Linked DNA regions of Rattus norvegicus: region 1 is linked to region 2. Evidence: chromatin contacts called from public Hi-C data. All regions are on one chromosome and are shown on one strand. Each heading gives the region's core, a stretch centred on a gene start, on an enhancer-like site or on the middle of the called end of the contact. The rest is flanking DNA. Distances are from core to core; before and after follow the strand shown.

Region 1 (4,939 bases), core at 1,783-4,282, 69 kb before region 2:
TCTGGTGCTAAACTTTCAATCCAAAATTTCTAATGCTTTAAGTGTCTAGAAAACTGTTGGAAAAAGAAATATATAGATGATAGATAGATAGATAGATAGATAGATAGATAGATAGATAGATAGATAGATAGAAGAGTAGCTATGCTGGTCAGGGGATATTTTTGAAACAAATCATAGACAGAAACATAGAAGGTGGCAGCAGCAACAGTCCCTCAAACTATACCAATGATCAAACTAGGGTCTAGCAGAAATACCCAGTTAGATCTTCTTAGAGTGTGTCTTCAGATAAGGATCTAGTCAGAAAGGGCCATAGAGAGAGGGAGAAACAAAGATACAATTCTAAAGGTGAGGGACTATGACAGGCCACTGCTTTGTTCAAGTCTAGCCTGGGCTCCAGATGACTCTCCATGAGAAGACTTGAAAACTGGAGTGAGCTAAAGACTCCCATGACATCATAGACCAGATACTAATACAACGGCAAAGAGGAAGAATTTGCTACAATTCAAGACATATTGAAATAACAATCCCCTGTCTTCAAACATCTTGACTCTACATCTTCAAATTCTTCTCACAGGACATTTCCTTGACTTACCTACCTGATTATCGATGGCCACTGAAATGCTAGGACTTTTTAATTTGGGAGGGGCTACTTTTTACCATCCACCAAATTTCATGAATCCCTAGGATTCATGTTGACCTTTGATCACATGGCAGAGAAGGCACTAAAAGCAGGGTCTTGGGCAGGATCAAGGTGTACAACAGGAGAGTAGTTAGATGGGAGCATAAAGACAGAGATTCGAGTACCAAGAGAAAAAGTATGATTCATTACCTTATGTAAGCTGGATCTGGATAGTATGTTGAAAAACTGGGTTAACAGTTGAGCTTGTAATGCCACAGAGAAGTAGCCTTCTTAGGTTTTTGAGGGTCTGCTTACTATGAGGGAGTCTAGGATTAGGAAAAGGTCCTATGGCTCTAGAATGAACACATAATTTTCACCCTATGCTTTTTTTTTTTTTTGAAGAAAAAAATTCAGGCTGTCCCTGAACCCTGCTACACAGACAAGATAGATTCTCTACTCCCAACTGCTGAGGTTGCAGGCATGTACCACCACCCTTGGCTCCTTATCCAGAACTCTATAATCTTTTCTGAAGACTGAGATCAAGGTGTGTGTGTGTGTGTGTGTGTGTGTGTGTGTGTGTGTGTGTGTGTGTGTCCTCATGTTGGGGTAGAGATTTTCCCATTACTGAGCTAAGGGTAATTGTTTTAGGGAAGGTTAAGGGAAAGTTGTGAGGGCTCAAGCTAGGCTAGAGCTGAGCCTAGTGGTCACACCACTAAAAGACACCTTTCAGTCTGAATCAAGTCACTTCCAGTAGGGTGTTACTGTGAAATACTTGAAGAGGGAGCAAGGAATTCTTGAGATCATTTCCGTTCAATGCAGTCAACTCCCAAGGTGTTGTCAGGACATCGGCAGGTCCTGCTCCCTGGAGTTGGCAAGCAGAGGTGGGTACAGCCACCATTATTCACTGAGCAGTAATTGTGGCCTGGAGAAGAATGAGATCAGCGTCATAGTCTTCCCTCTGACTGACTTTGTACCTACAGCACGCTCCCCATTAACCTCCTTGTGGGCTCAAGGGGCCACGTTGAGCTGCTGTTGGTTTCTTTAAGACAGGCACAAACATAAGACAGGCATTTCTGATTTAGAAGTTTGTGGTTAATCTTGATTGTCAACTTGGTAGAATCACATCAGAAATGCACCTCTGGGTATGTCTGTTAGGAGGTTCTAGATTGAGCTAATTGAGGTGGGAAAAATCCAGGAATCCTTCAGGAAGGGATATCCAGGATATGCAGGCTAGGATACCTACAGGAAGGAGCCCATGGGTGTACTTAGGCCACCATGATTCTCTTAGGGATTCTGGGTGTTGACCCCTATGCAGCAGCATGGATGTTACCTTGGGGACACTGGGACAGGGCAATGGTGATTCCATAGAGCCGGGTATGCTTATGTGGGTGGAAGGCATCCATCTCTTTGGATACAGCAAGGTCCATGGCAATCACCGAGTTCCTGCAAAGCACCAAAGCACAGAGTGAACACGCCTCTGTTGGCTTGAACTGTTCTCAGTGGAGTTAGGCAGCCTCTTCTGTGGCTTGAAAGAGTAAGGGATATGGTGGTCTTGTTCTCTGTGTATCCCTTCCTCCATCCCCCTGGGCTGGGTCAAGCTTGTAGTTTACTGGCTTTTTAAAATAAGGGTCAAAACAATTGATCCTCTCCCCCCTGCTCTAAATTCCAGTTGACCTATAGGCTCTCTTAGTCAGCTACCTCCCTGGTGTGACCCTCCCTTTGAAGAAGGTCTGGTCCAGAAAAAGCTATGAAAATACTGCAATTTAAAAACACACTGATGGGCTGGAGAGATGGCTCAGTGGTTAGGAGCACTGACTGCTCTTCTGGAAGTCCTGAGTTCAAATCCCAGCAACCACATGGTGGCTCACAACCGTCTGTAATGGTATCTGATGCCCTCTTCTGGTATGTCTGAAGACAGCACAGTGTACTCTTATAAATAAAATAAAATAAAAAACACTGATATAGAGGTATGACATAATCAAGGATCTGTTCAGCCATGTGACATCTGGTGGCTCCTGGAGAAAGAACAGGCATGCTCAGGAAGTCCCAGGTTTGGGTATGATAAATGGTACCCCTCTGAGATTAGACAGCCCTCTTCCTCTACCCTCCTCTATATCTGATAGCCAGGGATCACTGGAGGGTCAAAGGTCAGAGCAAGAGGCAAGAGGCAAAGACCTCCACAGAGACTAAGGGAAGGACATAGTTTGGCCTAGCCATCATGACAGCAGCCTACATACGTCTTCCAATCTGTATAGTACAAATTCTTCCCATAGCTCGTCACGGCGAAAGGATACTGGAGCCCTTCGAGAACCTTACGTCTGCTGGGTTGAGCTGGGTTCAGGCATTCTGCCCTATGGGTGCCTGTGTGAAGCAAACACAAGTTGGTCATTGTTCATGCAAGAAATGAGCCCTTTGTGTCAGAATACAGGAGTCCGAATGACAAGGATGGGGGAGTTCAGTGTTGCAGTGGCATGTCCTGGAGTACACAGAGGGCTGGCTCGTCAGCACTGGCATTCCGCCTCCGTTTTGTCTTTTCCCTTTCACCAGCCTACACCCACCTGAGTTCCAGCACCCACACCTGGCCCTACTGAGGAGAGGTGAGCCAGGACAGAGAAGCCACAGCCTGTGGTGGCCTTCCCAGCCCTTTGTCTCAGGAGAGACCCTGCTATCTTCTGGCTTTTGCTCAAGTCCCTCCCTTCTTTTTTTTTTTTTTTTTTCTCTGTGGCCTGGCTGCCAGGTTTTTTTGTTTTTTTTTTTTTTTTTTTGGTTCTTTTTTTCAGAGCTGGGGACCGAACCCAGGGCCTTGCGCTTCCTAGGCAAGCGCTCTACCACTGAGCTAAATCCCCAGCCCCAAGTCCCTCCCTTCTAAGAATCTCCAGACCCTTTCTCCCCACAGTTGGGGCACTGAAGAACTCTGACTGATTAGCATGGGAGTGGCCTGACACTAATGCCTGCATTGATGGCTATCATAGTCTTCTATAAATATGTAAGCATTCATACCCTACGTTTTGTACTATTTAGTTGTGGGACAGAGAAGGTACTCAGCCATAGACTTTCACAGGGAGAGATGATGGGTGGTCATCAGTGATAAGCATCTTTCTCCCCATCTCATCTCAAGCCTGCACAGCTGAAGCAGGGCCACATGAGGTACTCTATGCCGGATGCACTAGTACCTCTGAACATATAGCATATATTCAATACTCAGTAACCTCCCACCAAAATAGGAGTCAGCCATTTTTTATTGAACCATGTAGCAATTATTTCAGGTTCTGTAGGCTTAAAAGCAGAAGCAAGCATGATACCAGGTATTTAACCCTTAAAATGGTAACATTTAACAATGTAAAATTTGTTCTGAGCTTATTCGCTAGATAGAAAGAGGCGATGGGTAAGATTTGCCAACTGTAGATCAAGAAGAACAAGACAATGAAGAACTATGTGTAGACGATCTCAAGCTTCCTGTTACCTGCATCCACCCAGCAGAGCTGAGATGAGAACGCATCAAAGGTCAGACCATTGGGCAAGCCCAGGTTGTCCTGTGCGAGAATCCTCCGGTTGGTGCCATCCATGTGAGAAGTCTCAATTTTGGGATTATCTCTGTTCCAATCTGTCCAATAAAGGTTCCTGGAGGAGGTATCAGGGTGGAAAGAAGAAGCAAGATCCTGAAAACACTTTAAAAGGACCAGGTAGGAAGTGATCAGCAGACAAGAAAACGATACAGCTAAGTGAGATCCCGGGAGGCTAAGGTGGATTCTAGGGTTACTTTGGTTCTTTGTTCAAACTCGGTTATATGTTACTAACAAATTTCCTTTAATATTTCCTCTAGCATATCTTGAAAAAAACTCAGTGGGCAAAGTGAGGACCTGGGTTCAATTCCCAGCACCATATTCAAAACAAAACAAAAAGCTGAGTGTGGTGACTGAGAATTGTGATCCCAGTGCTGGGGAGAAGGAAGCAGGTGGATCACTGGGTCTCTCTGGCTAGATAGCCTGTACTACTTGGGGAGGTAGAGGCCAAGGAGATATCCTGCTCAAAACAAGGTGGACATTGACTGAGAATGATACACAAGGTTTTTTTGTTTTTTTGTTTTTTTGTTTTTTTTACCAAATACACATACAGACACGTAAACGTCAGGCCAGACATAACAAACAGTAATTCCTTGAGCGATAAACTTATGCAGGAGGACACAGTGCAGCAATGTGATTTGACTAAAGCAAGATTCAAATACCAGCAGAGAGTGGTAGAGATTGTCTGGTGTGTAAGGGGTAGCTGAATGGCCTCAACACAAGAGATATCATCTCTAAGGAAACAGTCTCCAGGAGT
Region 2 (5,570 bases), core at 2,477-4,976:
ATAATTTAAAAGTCACTAAAATCATGTCTAGAAATTATTTCACTGCCTTACACACCCAATGATAGCAAGCGTGCAAACTGAGACAACATTCCAATCAAAGGCAGGAAACATTTTCATTACTCTGAACAACTTGACAATAGTTATGAAAAACTCTCACCCAGGGAGTTTAAGGTTCATGGGCCATGGCAGTCCAAAATCACCAGTACTTTAGTGCTCTGGATGGGGCTCAGCCCCTGGATGGGATCTGGTGAACAGCTAGCTTTATTGGCTGGACTCTACTGATGACCACTGAGGACCATTCCTTTGGGGAATCACACATCATGAAACAGGGAGGGATTCTGATGAGGTCCACAGAAGGGCACTAGCATCCAATATGGTGCCTGACTCTTCCGGAAGACATTCCCAACAATGCTTTCTTCCTGTCCTTATACTCAATGTCTGGATATTCATATATATGACTAGCCCTCAGGCAGTTTGGCTTCAGGAGCCCTTTAAACACTTAATAGTTTTTGAAAATTCCCCAAAACACAGTAATCAACATTTAATCAATATGGAAAAGGTAAGCAAAGATCAAGTTAAATACTTACAACATTGTAATAATGAATGTTACATGTTAACAAAACCAACATTATCTTAATGCAGGTGATTATATTTCCCAACCAAAAACACATTTGGAGAGAGATGAGACTTTATTTCATGAGTCAGCAAATCAAACTGATGTCCAACTAAATGAAAGGCAGATGCTTCTTTTACATTTGACCTGTAGGAACAGACACGTGGGTACCATGCATCCTCCAGTGAACTCTGTCATACATTCCTGAGCAACTAAAGTACAAAAGCAGTTGGGGTTAGCAAGATGGCACAGCAGATAAAGGCTCTTGCCTCACAGCCTGAAGTCTTGAGTTACCTAAATCCCATCTCTGCAGCTCGCAGTAGCAGAAGAAAACCCATTCGAAAGGTTGTCTTCTAGGCTCCACACATATGCCATGACATATGTGCCCAGACACATCATCACACCATCATCATCATCATCATCATCATCATCACCACCATCATCACCATCATCATCACCATGCTTAACAAAATAAATAACAGGCTGGAGAGATGGGCAGCAGTTAAGAACAGTTAACCCAGGTTCCATCCCCAACATACAGATGGGATTCCCCAGTCCCAGGAGGGAATCTGTTACCCTTTTCTGGCATCTTCTGGCACTGCACATGTGTGGTGCTCAGACATACATGCAGGCAGATATCCACATTCTTAAAGTACCAATAAGGGGAAAAAGAATAATCCCGACCTTCTGAATTCCTTGACCTCAGAGGTTCTTGGGCCACACTTGGGAAGTTACCTCCTTGGAGCATTATTATTAAGGATTGCTGTCATTTTTAGAACTTCAAAACCATTTTAATTCTGTTTGCTTATTGAAAGAGTTTTTTTTTTTCTTTTCTTTTTTTCGGAGCTGGGTACCGAACCCAGGGCCTTGCACTTGCCTAGCAAGCACTCTACCACTGAGCTAAATCCCCAACCCCAAGAGAGTTTCTTATACCTCAGGATATCCTCAAACTCAAACTCATGATCCTCCTACTTCTACTCCTCAGTGCTGAGATTACAAGTCTATGCCATCACCTTCAGTCCATTTATGTATTTATTTTACTCTTTCCCCTTGTAAACCAATGTCTCCAAGCTTCTGCTTCCTGTCCCTGACTTGGCTTGAGGCTTGAGTGTCTGCTAGACACAGGATATTCTCCATCTGGTTTCCTTGGTGGCTTCCGGCACCAGAGTTAAATCAGGCTAAGGTCTCTTGACCCCTACCTCTGTCTGACTTGTTTGGTCTGGTGCTTTGCTTGTTTGGGGAGTTTTTAAAATTAGGAGGAGTGAGGGGGACAGGGAAGGGTGGATCGACCCATGACACAACTTGGATGAGTCAGTTTTCTTCTTCCATTATGTGGGACCTAGGAATAGGGGTATGAATTTAGGTTGTCAGGATGGACAAATAAAGTGCCTTTTACCCACTGAGTCACCTCACAGGCTATTTCCTGGCTTTCAAAGACAAATCCCATAGTCCAGGCTGGCCTGACTCCAGATCTTCCTGCCTTTACCTCCCAAGTGTGGGATTTCAGGCAAGTACTGCTATGGCCCCTGCCCGCCTTCTCGCCTCATGTGGAATCGGACAGACTCTATTAATACACCTTAGATAGCTTCTCAGAGCCACCCTTTTTGATAGTTACCAAACCCATTGCTCAGGCTACCGCTATACTTAGTGTGGTTTGAAAGGAAACAAGAGGGTATGTAGTGCAGTTGTCAGAGTGCTTATCTTTCATGCAGGAAGTTCTGGTTTTGATTCCTAACTCCTTCCTAATAGAGGGGGGGGGGCTGGGAAGGAGGGAGAAGCCTCAATACTACATAAAATTGGTGTATATGCTTTAATATTTTGATGTGTGTTTCATCACGTTGTTTTCTTTGGTAAGGTGGAGGACTTCACGATGTGTATTTCAAAGCATGCTAAAGTCTATAGGCTTCTCCAGGCTTCCCACGCTGGGTACAGGGCAACCAGCCAGCAAAGAGTGAGAGCTCTTCGTGGGTGTGACCCATTCTTTCTAGGCAAAGCTGACAAGCTGCACGTGGGTGTTACCCCATGCTCTCTGCCCAGGCCAGGCTGGGGGAATAACCACTCCTCCGCAAGACGGGCCCCAGACACCGTCTGTGTAGCTCCCCCCCCCACACACACACACACACTTGTGGAATGCACACAGATTTTATATCAAATCCACATGGGGTGCCGGTGCAGCACGAAAGAGCTTGACCAGGCTGACAGCACGCCCAGGCTCTGCCAGAACTGGGGGGTTCAAGAGAGCTAAAAGGTCATAAAGTCCCGCTCCTCATCTGAGGCCCCTGGGTGATACCCTCAGCCACAGGAAATTGTATCACCAGGGCGCCCTGCGTCCCCAATCCTGACCTCTGTACTCTGAAACCAGCCCAACTAAGAGAGCAGAATCTCTGCCAAGACAGAGTCAGAACAAAACCCACGCACACAGATGCTGGGGCTGTCCACGGAACTCTGGGGCTGAGCAAGGGGGTTCCTCTGTCCTTTCCAGCTCGCCATCGGCGGAGTCCCTAGGCACAGGATACAACCCAACTCTGGGCCATTGCGCTGTGGGGTACTAGGACCTACCCCAGAAGGAAGGCAGAATCGAGAAGGAAAACTCTACCGGAGGTCTCCAGGTCCAGGCAGGGCGCACGAGGAGATTTTTGGATCCCCGAGGCAGATGCCATCCTAGACTTCGAGTGTTACTGGGGGTGACAGGCGGCAATGCGATCCTCTAGATGCGCAGACCCAACGGAGAGCCCCGCACCCGGACAGCTAGCGCTCGGGTCCCCGAGGGCGACGCCCAGGTCCCACATCTGTCTTTCTGGACTGGCGCCCCCAGCATACCCTGGCCTTCCTCTCCACCCGGCCCCAACTCACATAGACCGACGTGATGTCCGAACGATCATAGAAGCTCAGTTCTCCGATCAGTTCCAGGGAGGGGGACACCACGTCGTCCCCGGCCTCCAGCTCTAGGTCCCCCTGCCCAGGGCCGAAGGGGAAAAGCTCCTGGCGGCTCAGACAGCCTGCCGGCCCCGCCAGCAGCAGCAACTGCAGCAGCGCCCACGTCCACATCTCCCAACTCCAGCCGCTCGCGTCCAGCATGTTTCCCAACTATGGTCCCGCAATCCTGGCGGTTTAGCAGCTCAGGCGGAGGAGGCGGAGATGTAACCCTACGCCCCTCCGCAATCCCTCCTCACCTCCCGCCTCCCCTCGTCCCCACCCCTGGAAATGGGGAGGGGAACGGAGGGGCTAAGGGCAGGGCCCGCCCACTCCACCCGCCCTGTCTACCAATGGCAGCAAGTAGGAGGAAGAGGGGCGACACCGAGGTCCCCCGCGCAGCAGTGGGCGTTGGCTCCTTGCATTCCGGATCCTACCCGACGGTGGGCTCCTATCCAGAAAGAAGGAATTCTGCAACAGCATTATGCAGTTAGGCAAGTTCCTGGAGAGCAGGCAACCAGGAAACAAACACTCTGGGGCCTGGGACAGAGCCCACCCTCGAAAGGAGACTGAGCGGATGCTGGAATTGAGCAAAAGGCCTAACAAATGTGTGGGACTTTACTCATCCAATCACTGATTGAGCATTTTTCGAGTTCCTGATTCTGGCTTCCTTAAGTTATAGAATTCCGCTGAAAACAAGAACCCACACCTGCCAAAGCCACAAAGACACAATTCAAATTCAGATTTCCTTGGACTCCAGGCAATAAAAAACAGTTTGGGACTGGAGTAATTGACCAGAGAAAGCTTCTGTGTGGCATGCTGGGAATCAAAGCAGGTCTTCTGGAAGCCTTGCAGTTTCATCGGAGGCTAGAGAAAGGTGGGAACAGGGTGGGTTCCAGGGACCTCATTATCTCTCCTCGCAGAAAAATTGGGAGGGATGATCCAAGAAAAGTTGAATAACAAATCTGAGAATCTGAGCTCCCCTAAAGACTCAGAGAATCCTGGACAATCCTAGATAAAGAGAACTTTTAAGTGATATTTCCAATCAGCTGCTGATCATTAATGTGGCACCTTAAGTGAAAATATAGAGAGAAACCACTGGAACAACCTTGCTGGGGACTGGGGGTGACCCGTAAGAAGGGAAGAGGTTGAGATGGAGAGAAAATTAATTGATATCGCTGTGTGAGAGAAAGAATGAAACCTAGAAGAAATGAAGTTAAAGTTGAATTTAAAGTTGAATTCCACCGGAAGGCTGGAAAACTAGTGCTGGCTTTGAAAGCAAGGGAAGAGGATGCTGGGGTGTGGGCTATCTGACCCTTGACTCAGAGGGGCCAACAGGATGCCCCTGTTTCCTCTCAGCGGCTGACAGTAAAGGCCTGGAACCTCCATTAGTTCTCCTAATATACAGAAAATCATGTGGGATGGGGCTGAGTAGTGAGCCTTGGACCAGCAAAATCATGAAGAGGCCAATGGAATACAGCTTCTGAGCACGAAGTTATCGATCTATGGGGGTGGCCTTTCATTTGAGCTCTTGAGAGGTCAGAATAACAGGTTCTATAGGCACTCAGTGTTCCATGTTCAGGTTTTCCTCTTAGGTTATCAATAACAGGTCCTTCTGCTGGCATGTCCAACACTTTACCCAGCTATCTCTCCAGTTCTGGATATGCATGGAACGCACATGTACACACGAGTGTACACACACACACAGAGAGAGAGAGAGAGAGAGAGAGAGAGAGAGAGAGAGAGAGAGAGAGAGAGAGAGAGAGAGAAGCGCATGGGAATGAAACCCAGGGCTTCACACATGGCAAGCCCCTCAACCGCTGCATGGATTTGAACCCTCTACACTAAGTTGCATCTGTGCTACTACATTCTCCCCCTTGCTCAAGACTTGTCAGATCTACTGTGCAGTTCTCATGCCTTCCGTATGCCGAAGTGTACTTCCTAGCTTCCCGACAACCCCATTCTATCTGCTCAATATCTGCTGATACCTAAGATCCTAGGCCTTGGTTTGGCTTGTTTCAGTCACTGAGAACTTTGTGCAGAG

What was found. A called contact is a pair of places that touch in the nucleus more often than the background predicts.
Region 1: a contact with region 2 is called in a Hi-C map of Schwann cells, with 2.7 times the contacts expected there. The contact joins the enhancer-like site here to the promoter of Nid1 in region 2. A contact is called at or near these places in 2 of 12 Hi-C or Micro-C datasets (Schwann cells and hepatocytes).

What each region holds. Positions count from the first base shown.
Region 1 is chr17:93,136,799-93,141,737 of GRCr8, reverse strand. Nid1 (nidogen 1) reads right to left here. Exons shown (of 20, transcript NM_001398520.1): 17 at 4,083-4,240; 18 at 2,857-2,980; 19 at 1,950-2,062; 20 at 1-1,541. The coding sequence ends at 1,420. Among named protein-coding and RNA genes, the nearest start is that of Nid1, 70 kb to the right of the region's middle. Within about 2 kb of position 3,032, at least 37 of the 93 cell types and tissues checked have an H3K27ac peak or open chromatin away from gene starts, as enhancers often do. A contact at or near this core is called in Schwann cells, where this site is marked.
Region 2 is chr17:93,067,442-93,073,011 of GRCr8, reverse strand. It overlaps Nid1 (nidogen 1), which reads right to left and starts at 3,726. Exons shown (of 20, transcript NM_001398520.1): 1 at 3,467-3,726. The coding sequence starts at 3,691.